Regions from separate parts of the Mus musculus genome. Here region 2 is linked to region 1. A link is a contact called in public Hi-C data. All regions are on one chromosome and are shown on one strand. The core of a region is the stretch at or near the end of the contact, and the rest is flanking DNA. Distances in the headings are between cores, read along the strand shown.

Evidence for each region. A called contact is a pair of places that touch in the nucleus more often than the background predicts.
Region 2: a contact with region 1 is called in a Hi-C map of the N1E-115 cell line, with 4 times the contacts expected there. The contact joins the promoter of Fam78b here to the enhancer-like site in region 1. A contact is called at or near these places in 1 of 39 promoter capture datasets (hippocampal neurons), 2 of 484 Hi-C or Micro-C datasets (the N1E-115 cell line and muscle stem cells), 1 of 115 datasets of contacts at active chromatin or transcription factors (embryonic stem cells) and 1 of 9 other capture datasets (adipose tissue).

The regions. Positions count from the first base shown.
Region 1 is chr1:166,920,765-166,926,564 of GRCm38.p6, forward strand. No RefSeq gene overlaps it. Among named protein-coding and RNA genes, the nearest start is that of Gm33404, 69 kb to the left of the region's middle. Within about 2 kb of position 3,562, at least 24 of the 459 cell types and tissues checked have an H3K27ac peak or open chromatin away from gene starts, as enhancers often do. A contact at or near this core is called in the N1E-115 cell line and muscle stem cells, where this site is marked.
Region 2 is chr1:167,000,028-167,006,326 of GRCm38.p6, forward strand. It overlaps Fam78b (family with sequence similarity 78, member B), which reads left to right and starts at 1,390. Exons shown (of 3, transcript NM_175461.4): 1 at 1,390-1,801. The coding sequence starts at 1,539.

The sequences.
Region 1 (5,800 bases), core at 2,312-4,811:
AAGAATGAATTGTGGGAAACTAGGAGATGAACATACAACCATGCTCTGGATCAAATAGGCTTATTAAATGAGTAATGATCAGACATGGTATTTACTGGAAGCTATGCACTGAGTGTCTCTACATAAACTATTCATACAGTGCTCATGTTAACAACGTGAGATACAATGGATCATTTTCCGATGAAGCAATCAAGCCCAAGTAACCCTGATGACTCTTAGCCGCTGTTTAGCTACTTAGTTCCAGGAGACCAATTGAAGAGCATGCCTCTCCTTTAGAACAATCTTACCAAAGCAGGATCAAGAGACTAAAGAGGTCAATAGAAGGGATTTTTTAATTACTGCTTAGTGAAGACAACTTGAGCAATATGTAGCTTCCCCTAAGAATGTCTCAGTTGTCTCTTTGACGAACTAAACTTGAGGCAGAAAAGCCCTGGAAGAGACTATCTTGGGAACAGAAACTTACTCTTCTTCCTAGACCCGTGACCTTGAGTAAACTCTCTAACTTCTCTGGTCCTTGGTTGGGCTGCTTTGCCCAGTGCAGTGTGGGTTTATAAAACAATGCAGATGGAGTTGAGCACACAATGCCTGTCTGGGGAATAGGCTAGTATCAACTTTGTGACACAGGGCAAAGTGAACTTAGAGCAGTGGTTCTCAAACTTTTGAACGCCTAATGTAATGTTGCTACTGTTATGAATCGTTATGTAAATATCGAATTTGCAGGATACTTGATATGTGAGCCTGTGAAAGGATCATTCCACAACTCCCCAAAGGGGTAGAGACCCACCCACAGGCTGAAAACCGCTGAATTAGAGGTCTGGACTAAGGAGCAATCTTGCATGCATGCTGATTCTGTGGATCTGAGCAAGATGCCTTTTTAGTCTCCATCTTATTGTCTGAAAAGTGGAATAGAAGTGTGCTATACAAGGATCTTGGAAGAAGATGGTTACGGGCAGAATGAGACACGTGGCTAATTATTTTTACTTCAGATCACCTCCATGACCCTTTCCACTTAATTTTCCCCCATTGAAATGTCTATTTCACAATTTCATTTGAGTGCCTGTGCATGTGTGTGTTTTCATGTATGCAAGGTGTGCTGCGTGTGGCATCTGCATGTGGAACCCAGGACTCAACCTCAGGCCTCGTTCTTCAGAAGTCTTAACTGTGTCTGTTAAGATGAAGTCACTCACTGGATCCTGGGTGTCCCTGCTTAGGCTCACTGCCTCCAACAAGCCCCGGGAAATACTAAGATTGCAAAGATGCACCACCACGTGTGGCTTTGTCTTTACTTCGGCTCTGGGAATTGAACTCAGGCTTCATGCTTTTGAAATGAGCACTTTACTAACTGAGCTATTTCCCTGCCTTCTGCTTGCTTGCTTGCTTTCTTCCTTTCTTCCTTTCTTCCTTCCTTTCTTCCTTCCTTTCTTCCTTCCTTTCTTTCTTTCTTTCTTTCTTTCTTTCTTTCTTTCTTTCTTTCTCTCTCTCTCTTTCTTTTTTTCCATTTTAAACTATAACCAGGTCTCACTCAGACTTTGAAAATCAAGCACAACAATGATGCTTTAAAAATGCTAACCCTAAGAAAAGTGAAAACTCAGATTTGTAGGGTTGAGGGGAAAACCAGCGAACATACAATAACAGTGGTTTTTAAAAAGAAAGTGATAACTTCTCAAACCATAAAGGCTGCTATGGAATTATCAAAATGTAAAACTTCTGCACATCAACAGACGTAATTAACAGATGAAGAAAAAAACAACAACAACAACAACCTACAAAGAGATGGAAATATTTCAAATCATGTCTTCAGGAGTGGATATCCAGACTGTAGATGACAAAACTCAAATAGCTCGATTTAGAAATGGGCAAAGGACTTGAGGAGACTTTCCCAAAAAGATGCACAAATGCACAGGTAGAGGTGCCTGGCATTGCTAATCACTAGGAAAATGCAAATGAAAACCACTGGGAGACATCACCCCAAAGGCACTAGGATGGCTACCATCCAAAACAGAAAGTAAGAAGTGTTGCAGGAAAACCGAAACCTCTGAGCGGCATCAGTGGGAGACTAAACAGGGCAGCTGCTGTGGAAAACATTATGGTAATGCCTCAAAGAGCGGAAAATGCAATTACCATGTGATCAATATTCCAATCCTGTGAACACATTTAAAAAATGAAGAGAATAGATATCCATATGCCCAAATTCATAGCAGCATTGTTCACACAAGTTAAAACACCAAAGCAACACACACACTCATCCGCAGATGAATAAGTAAGCACAGCGTGTCCTAGACACGCAGCAGACTATCAACCTGTCTTTAACAACAACCGACCGGAAATTATGACACACACTACAAAGACGGGCATGCTTATTGAAGTAAAGCCGGCGCAAGGCGGCAAATGTTGCAAGGTTCCACATAGATTGAATTCCCACAAGAGTAGCATTTGTACAGACAAAAGATGGAACAGTAGCTGTCAGATCAGAGGGGAGAAACACATGGAGTCTTGTGTGAGGAGGGTTTCGTTTGGGTTTCGAAAGCATCCTTCAGATGGGCTATATAAGAGCATGAGCAGTGTAGTCCACTGGACTGTCTGTCTGAACGTGGTTAAAGATGGTAGTAGGCTTTAGGCTGTGTGCATTTAATTGCAATAAAAACAGACATTTTAAAATCTGCCAGGAAAATAACAATAGCAAGCAGGTTAAAAAACAAAACAAAACAAAAAAAAAAAAAAAACAAAAACACACACACAAAAGGAAAGAGTGAACGAGGACTGGGGGATAATGACATTATGTGGGTGTCACTGATGCGTTTGATGACAACCTCTATAAAATCTGTGCTCAGAATAAAGTCAGCTGGTGTTTGAGCACCGTCATCTGAAGGGAATGCGGCACACTGGAAAGACTGTATAATCAGGAGTTAATGGGACTATGCTGCTTGGAAGCAAAAGGTCCTCTGGGGCACATCAGAGGCTGGTACTGGAACTGTCCTTGTTTAACAAACTCATTAATGACCTAGAAGAAGGCGGAAACAGCCACTGCTAATGAAATTTGCAAAGATATGTTGCCAATGCCCTGGACTTGACCATAACAGCAGAAGCATCGCTGGGATGGAGGGAGATTTTCCACTAGGCATTTAATTAGATTAAAACAATGACTTCCGTGGATAAGGATGCTTGCTCATTCCCAACTCTTCTTTCCATCCAGAATGCAGATTCTGGAATGTGCTGCATGCAGTGTATAAGGCCATCCTTGTCAGAGGCCAGCAGGAGAGGTTCCCATGGCATAGGTCTGCTTTTTGACCTTAGAATATGTTTAAAAACAACAACGATGTAATGTGTAGAGTCCTTTAACTATGAGAAAGAACTGAGGGACATAAAGATGTAGTGTATCTTCCATAGAGGAGTCTGGGGAAACTATTTAAATGTACAAAACCTCTAAAGTTTTAAATAGAGTTTATCTCCCATCGTTTCTCAGGGCTCTTAGAATCCCAAATCCTTTACAAGTTCCAGAATGATCTAGCCCTGCCTTGCCATCTACAAGCAGCACCAAAATTCTCCTTGGCAGATTCACTTCCTCCTGACTCTGAGTCACCCACCACTCTCTCCCTAGCCACTGTATTTGGCAGACAGGGAATTCAAGTTGTTCAAGTCTTGATTCCAGGACTTTTAAAGCAACAACCACTGTTGAGATTCTCCTTTTGAAAGGGCTTGTCTTCAGCAGGCTGAGTTTCTCCGATAAGGATGCTGGTAGCCTCCTAGCCAGGATGGCACTGTCCTCATTATTGCTGTTGAGAAACGCTCTACACACACTGCAAGCATTTGACATCCCTACCTCTCAGGATCACATTCCAGGCATGATCCTGAGTCTCTGTGACAATAGCAATGATAAAATATCTGAATCCCCGACACAGGAGAAACAAATCGGAGGAAGAGGTACTTTGCCTGGGCAAAGCTACCATCACCTAACTTCCATGTCACTCCCTGAGAAAGCATCGTCATACCTCATCTGCCTAAATTTGCTCCTATTACAACATCCTCTTTGGGCATTGATCTACACCGCTTTACAAACACGTGTTTAGTTGTACGGTTGTTTGTTTAATATGCGTTTTCTCCCACTGGACCGTGAGTGGAATGAAGAAAAGGGCCACTGTCTAGTTTTGTTTCCAATGACCAGCGCTTAATAAATGTTTGCAGACGAAGAAGAGCACCGTGGTCTGAATGTTCAGGTTCCTGCTTCAGATGTGACTGCTGAGACTCTGCCATCACTGTGTTAGCAGAAGGGACCTTTGGGAGGGGATTTGTGTCATGAGGGTGGAACCGTCATGAATGATATGAGAGTCCTTATAAAAGAGGTCTCAGAAAGGTCTCTCAGCATTTCCACTACGGCATAGGTGAGGAAATGGGCCCCCATCAGAACCGAGTTAGCCAGTTATTGACCTTTCTTGGATTGCCCAGACTCCAGAGCTGCATGAACTAGATTTAAACTCTGTGCTGCTCTGCTGCATCAGTACCTGTGGACTAAGACAGAAGATAACATTGAAACTTTATGGCTAGAATCTCAAGCCATACCACAAAGTCCTATTCAATTTAGGAACCTTAGTATATATACTATCCATTCAGTTTGCCTGAGAGATGGGTTTTAGGACTGCCTGGCCCTTTTTGCCTCTCTCTCTCAAGCCAGTTCTGGGAATTCTCACAACTCCCATTAGAAGGGAAGAAGAAGGCACTCTAGAAGCAGAAAATTGGCAGACTGAGTCCTTCTAGCCCCAGAGTCTGGAGAGCTGGAAGACACAGGCTGAGTGTGGGGAGGGGAAACTTGTGCCACCTGATTTCCTGCTCTCTCTTCTCTGAGTCTCAAGAGTGGCTCAAGAGGAGCTCCGACAGTAAAGGTGGGGATGGAAATTGAGGAAGGCATTGCTTGTTACCATGCTAGAAATCAGAGACCTGGAGGCCCTGAACATAGCTTGCTTACTGGTTACTCCATGTGTCCATCCTTTTCCTAGCACACTTATATTCTCTGAGAGAAACTAAACTTCCTGCCAGGAGTACTCGGAGGAGCATAGGAAACTAATGCTTGCCTCTAGTTTGGAAACCAAAGGTTTGGGGACTCTCCACCATTGCTGCTATACAGTGACATAACTGATGTATTCTCTACCAGGAATTTGAATCTTAAATAAACAATAGAAGGGCAAACAAATCTGAGTAGCATCCCAGTAGTGACATGACCCTGACCAGAAGGCCCCTACTGCACAACCAGTCCTGACCGTCCATCCCTGAGCCTCTGGACATGCTGGGTCCTGCCCATTTCCAAGCCTTCCCTATGCTTTCCCATATCCCTCTCAATAGTATTCCAGCACAATGCCATTCTGCAACATTAGCAGGGCCAGAGGCTTTGTTTTTGATATAGGGATTCACTGTATTTCCAACCAAGTCCCTCACTGAAGCTTTGTATTTGAAGTCATTCATTCCAAAGACTGTTATGAAACTCCATTGTGCCTCACACAGGGTGCCAGGAACTCGATGCATAAACACAAAGATGACTCAAACATAGGCCAAGAGGACTGTTTGGGGTAGCAGAGAGAAAGGAGGCTGCTTGCTGCACATCAAATTAAGACGGGTGCCCTGGCAGTGAGGCTTGTGAAGGGGGCAGCTTCACAGTCACGTTTAGCTTTTCATTTCTGACTTTGTCGAGCCTGCTGGCCCTGGAGGGCTGAGCACAGCCCACTCCAGTGGGGATCTAAGTGTGGCAGAATGGTCACATTGACGTGCAAAGGCCTGGGTGTGCAGAGGAACCAGAGTTGGAGCTCTGCTG
Region 2 (6,299 bases), core at 140-2,639, 77 kb after region 1:
GAACTTCTGTTTGTATTTAACAGGCCTTAGGTAAGACTGGGAGGGTAGCTAAGCGTTCTAATCTACCTAGATGATTCCACTAAGTACAACTTGTCTAAAGACACAAGACATTCAAAAGGCAGTGTTTCCCAAGGAGCTCCAACAACCCCCCCCCCCAACACACACACACACATACACACTGTGTGTTGTTCTGATAAGAGTATTTTCAGAGATTGTGGAGGGGTGATATGAAAACAGGCCATGAGTAGACTGAGCTGGTGCCTCGACTAACACTGGCATTTGGGGTGATTTTGTGTCAGCCTCCAATGGGATTTCTCAGGTTTCACTCTCAATACTGTGGTGCAAAAAAATAAAATTAAATTAAAAAATAAAGCTTCTACTAGACTAAAGGAAAATGCGGACCAGTGAACGAGGTAGTAAATCTATTTCGTGGCACTGCTGGAGGTCACACCCAACTCTAACAAACTATATCACAACGATACATCTCAGCTGGAGCTGATTCTCCAACATCTCTCCTCCCGCAGCCTCACCGTACCCCACTGTGGTTCCCTCTATACTCTGAACCGCGCCGCGCCCTCCCGGCCCCACCCATCCCAATAAGCAGGGTCCCGCTTCTACACCCCACTATCACCCGCGGGGCGCCACCTACCGGGGTCCCGGCCCCGCCCAACCCCACGTGCCGCGCCCCGCCCGGGAGCTAGCGGCCCTTTAAACACCCCCACCCTTGCACACTACCCCCCCCCCCGGACGGCAGCCGAAGAGGGACAAACTCATGGCGTACAGCCAGTCTCTTCCGCGGAGCTTGTCCCCCGTAGCCCTAGCCCGCTGGGCTCTCCGCCCGGGGCTACGGTCCCCTGGCGCCCCCCACACGCCCCCGCAGCCGGATGCGGGAGTGTGGGCGCTGTCCGGCTCCAGGGCGGGGCGGGAGGGAACACGGACTCCGCCGCCGCCGCCTGCCTCCGCCTGCCGCTCGGGCCGCCCGCTCGCCCGCCGCTGGGTGCGCTGCACGCGGGGGGCAGCCGCGGTGCAGCAGAGGTTCATGCAGCGGCGGCGGCGGCGGCGGCTGCTGCTGCTGCCGCCGCGGAAACAGACAAACCGGGCGCTGCCGCCGCCACCCTCCCGCAGCTCCATGCCGCCGCCGCCGCCTCCTCCTCCTCCTCTCCGGCGAAGGGCGGGGGGCTCCGGCCCGGGGTGGGCACCACTCCTCGCAGCGCCGCTCCCCTCCCTGCCCTCCGCCGGGGCACGGGAGCCGGAGAGAGCGCCCGCCGCCTCCTAGGAGCGCACGCTCCGCGCGCCCTTGCTGGAGCGAGGAGGCGGGCGTGGGCGGGCGTCGGGGCAGCCGCGACCCAGCGCGCGGAAAGGGGAGGGGGCTTCCCCGGAGGATGCCCCGCGGCGGCGGCTCCTCGCTCTTAGGCGCTAGCTGAGCTGGACCGGGAGCGAGCGGCGCGTCGCCATGCCGGCGTGACGGGTGCCCGCGGCTGCCCGCGCCGGGCCCCCGCGCTGCCCCACGCCGCGCCGCGCCGGCGCCGGGCGGCAGGATGGGCTGTATCCAAAGCATCACCTGCAAGGCGCGGATCCGGCGCGAGAACATCGTGGTGTACGATGTGTGCGCCACCATCGACCAGTGCCCCACGCGCATCGAGGAGACCTCGCCCATCGTCCTGCGCTACAAGACCCCTTACTTCAAAGCCTCGGCCCGTGTGGTCATGCCCCCCATCCCCCGCCACGAGACCTGGGTGGTGGGCTGGATCCAGGCATGCAACCAGATGGAGTTCTTCAACACCTACAGCGACCTGGGCATGTAAGCGACCGGCCACGCCACGCGGCGCGGGAGCGGGGTCCTGGCCCCTTTCTCCACTCTCCATTCTGAACCCCCTCCCCAACCCCTCTTACCGTTGCCCCCATCTCTTTCCGAACCTTCCTCCTGCCTCCCCACCCACCTCCCTCCTCCCTGCGCTTTTGTTTCAGTGACAGGGCGGGTGACGGGAGGCTCCTCGCGAAGGCATTTTCTCGTGCTTTGCTTCTGACTTCCTCGGAGAGGCGAGGAGAATAGTGAGGGGCAGGAAGAACGCGACTGGGAGGGTACAAGAGGCAAAGATAGGATGATTGGCGATTGTCGTGGGAGTTTGGGGGCGCAGTCTGTATTTGTGGGTCTCCCTGGGAAGTTTGGGGAGAGGAGTGGAGTCCCGGGGGCGCATGGGCTGTGTCGTGCGTCTTTTGGAGAAAATCAAGCTGGCTTGGAAGAGAAGGTCCAGGGTGTAGGAATGGGAGTTAGAGGTTCTGCCTTTGCTTCCCAGGCCAGCGAGCCTAAGGAGCATCTCTGCCTGGAATCTCCAGCTGGGCAGAAAGCCCCTCTAGCTATGCGCCCTGAGGACCAATTCTGGGGCGGTGGGGAGCTGGAAGGCACCGGATGCTCCCGGGCCAAGAGAAACTGGTGGCCTTGTGCTAGCCTGGTGTAACACGAGGTGTTTCTTAGGCTCAAGGAAAGGATGAGACACTTCATCTGTCTGGGGTCTTTACTTTTCAAAACTTTCCTAATTGCGGCGCTGGAAGGGATTCCCAGGCGCCCACCGCCTATCCAGTCGGCTGGCTGGGAGCTCTCCAACTTCCTTCAGCAGCGCCGGTTAGAGCGCGCTGAGGGTTTGGCAGCTGCGGTGCACCTAGATCGCCAGGGCTCTGCGGCCGCCAGGGGCGGACATCCTGCCCTGGAACCACACTAGCTTTGAGAGGTCGTGTTCTGGACTTTTTTATCTACTAGATTTTCATCTGCCCTCCCGTCCCCTTTCGGAACTAGACTCCGTGTACTTGGCCACTACATTTGGCTAGGAGACTTGGGGCCTGTATTCTACTTACTATTACAATGTCAGTCTAGAACACCCTAATTAGCTTGTAGCCTATAGGGAAACCCCTTTTCTGGAAATTCAACCTCATTTCATTTCTTAATCTAAAACTGTGGCACTCTCAAGGTTTCCTATTTAATATGGATGTGGGATGGGGGAGTTCTCATTTTAAAAGGTCAAAGCATCTTTTCAGCAGCAGTTTTGGGGCTTTTTTTCTTGCACCCCGGGAGCATGTAAGTTAACACTAGTCATAGGTGCTAAGAGGAATTTTGACAGATTGTTTTGTTTCCATTTAACTCCCAGAGTTTGCACTTTGCTTCTTAAGCATAAAAGCTCAGGAGAGAGAGAGAGAGAGAGAGAGAGAGAGAGAGAGAGAGAGAGATGCAAACCCAGCTTTGCAATATGCCTGTGCACACTGTGTTCTTGTCTTTCTGGAAATGAGAGAAATGGGGGACGTATTTTGGGTGAATCATGCCACCTAAAAAGACACACCCCGAAAAAAGTGGTTAGAATTGTGGGCTTGTTTGTTTGTTTGTTGGGGGCTTTTAGAAACTCATTCTTTTCGGCCAAGTAAGAAAGCCTGGCAGGGGAGGGTGTCTGTCTCATGATGGGGCAGTCTGGGGAGGGGGTTTCTTAACCTTGCTGGGCCAGTCACAAAGCCTGAAACCCCTAGGAAAGGAAGCCCCCCCGGGGGGGGCTGGGCAGAAGCAGCGCCCCACCCATCTTTCTCATGACTACACGGGAGAGCCCTCTGTGGCTTCAAGACCCTTGTAAATCAGTAAATACGAGATATATATATAGAGAGATGTAGATATAGATATTCCTTCCATAAAATATAAAACATTTTCTGCCAAAGGAGTCGGGTTGAGCTGTACACAGACACGATAGAACTTCCTTGTCTCTAGGGGAGGGTGTGTCCACTTTTGAACCAGTTTTCACAGGCATGAATTCCTAACAATATATTCTCCTGTTATACCTTACTGAGTTCTTGCATTGGAGGTTTGGAAAGATTTTGTTTGTTTCGTTTAACTGCTACTTTCAATATTTTAAGATTGCTGGTTCCCGTGTTGTTGGGGAAGGGAAGCGAGAATAGTCTCCAAGAAATCATAAATTGCATTATTATAGATCTGTATCCAGAGTCAATCTCCCTCTTTGTGGTTGTAATAATTGTTATGTGTTTAGGGCCACTTTGGAGCTTAGGTTTTTACTGAACCAGTTTCTACAGAATATTTATGCTCTGGAAAACTTTGCCAATATAAACTTTTTAATGGGAACTCATATTGCATAGAAGTCACGGCAGTCTATCCGTTGTTGTGTCTACTTTAGCCAGTACTGTGAGTGGCAGACACTGCAGCCTGGGTGTTCACGCCTGTGCAGTGTTCTCTTGAAGAAGCATGGTGCTGTGAGTTAGGTTACGAGGGTGACTTCTCAGTATTTTGGAAAGAACTGTACAAGACTAAATCCACATCTCAAACACCAAGAAGCTACTAGTTCCAGGATTGAAAGAGCATGTCTTTGTGGCTTAAATGTTGAATTTCCTGGAGTAGAGATGGGGTAGGCTTTTTTATTAGCGTTCAAAGAATTGGGTTTTATTATGGCATTTTTCTTTTTTTATGGTTTTTTTGATATTTTTTAATTGGGTATTTATTTCATTTACATTTCCAATGCTATCCCAAAAGTCCCCCACGTGCTCCCCCACCCACCCACTCCCACTTCTTGGCCCTGTCGTTCCCCTGTACTGAGGCATATAAAGTTTGTACGACTAATGGGCCTCTCTTTCCACTGATGGCCTACTAGGCCATTTTCTGATTCATATGCATTTTTCAAACAAAATGTTTGCTGTGGTTTTTCTTCACCCTACCCCCACCCTTAGTCCCAGTTCCTTCCTGTGCCCTTCAACCCCAGTAGCCTCCTTTCTGCTTTCATGTTACATGTGCCCTCTTGACCTCTCCCCTCTTTCTCAACAGCTCTTGTTCTTCTCTTGTGGTCTCCCGCCTAGTTTCAGATTCTGTACCCACTCTCTTACACACACCCATTTACAAACTTACAGACACCAGAAGTTAGTCAACATATGAAAGAGCATGAGATTTGTGTGTGGGTGAGTGTATGTGTAAGTATGTGTGTGTGAGAGAGAGAGTGTGTGTGTGTGTGTGTGAGTGTGTGAGAGAGTTTGTGTGTGTGTGTCAAAGTGTGTGAGCATGTGTATAAGTGTGTGTGAGAGTGTGTGTGAGTGTGTGTGTGAGATAGAGGTGTGTGTGAGAGTTGTGTGTGTGAGAGAGTTTGTGTGAGAGCATGTATGAGAATGTGTATGTGAGAGAGAGAGTGGTATGTGAGTTGTGTGTGAGAGCATGTGTGTGAGTATATATGTGAGAATGTGTGTGGGTGTATATGAAAGAGTTGTATGTGAGAGAGTTTGTGTGTGAGCATGTGTGTGAGTGTGTATGTGAGAGAGAGTTATATGTGTGAGTGTGTGAGAGAAAGAGTTTGTGTGTGTGTGTGTGTGTGTGTGCGTGTGTGTGTGTGAAAGAGAGAGAAAAAGAGAGGGAGAGAGTGTTTGGGGGGTTGTTTTTGTCTTTCTGAGTCCAGGTCACCTTAATTTAATGTACTTTGTGGATCCACCTATTGTATGTAGATTTTATAATTTTACTTCTTTTATGGTTAAGTAAAATTCCAGTGGGTATATGTGCCATGTTTTCATTCTCCATTCTACTGTTGATAGACTCCTGAATCGTTCCATTTCCTTATTGTTGTAAGTGATACAGTAACATGGATGGATAGATGTCTCTGTGGTCTGATATAGAATCCTTTGGGTATATATGCCTAGGTGGGATAGGGTAGTTGTATGGTATGCTATGGTATGGTGTGGTATGGTACTTTCATTTTAAGTCTTTTTAGATACCTCCATACTGGTTTCCATAATGAATATATCAGGTTTACACTCCCATCAACACTGGGTTTCTCTTTCCCCACATCCTACAGCATTTATTGTCTTTTTTTTTTTTTTCTTGATCATAGCCATTCTGACTGGAGTGGGACAGAATCCCAAGGTGGATTTAATTTCCATCTTCAAGGGGTAGGCTTCTAAAGGAATATTTTAAATAGTCGGTGGCCACGATGGTGTAATTTGAACCTGAACTCAAGTGACTTGGTACTTCCCCAAGGCGCTATGGAGAGTCTGGCTGGTGAATACGTGCCATGACTTGATTATTTCTAACTTGGGTCTGGTGGATCTGGTGAATGTGGACTTCAGTAGAATGCGCAAAGTATTCTTCCAGCAAGGAGAGCCATTGGTTTCTCAATCAGTCCACAGTGAACTCAGTTTTCCCAGATGACCAGATACGCAAGCACCACAGAGGAAACAAGGGAGGGGAGGAGACGAGGCTATGGTGGAGTATGCATGCAGCTGAAGTCTGACAGGCAGATTAGGGCCTATGGGGAAGGATCACATAACAGTCTAAA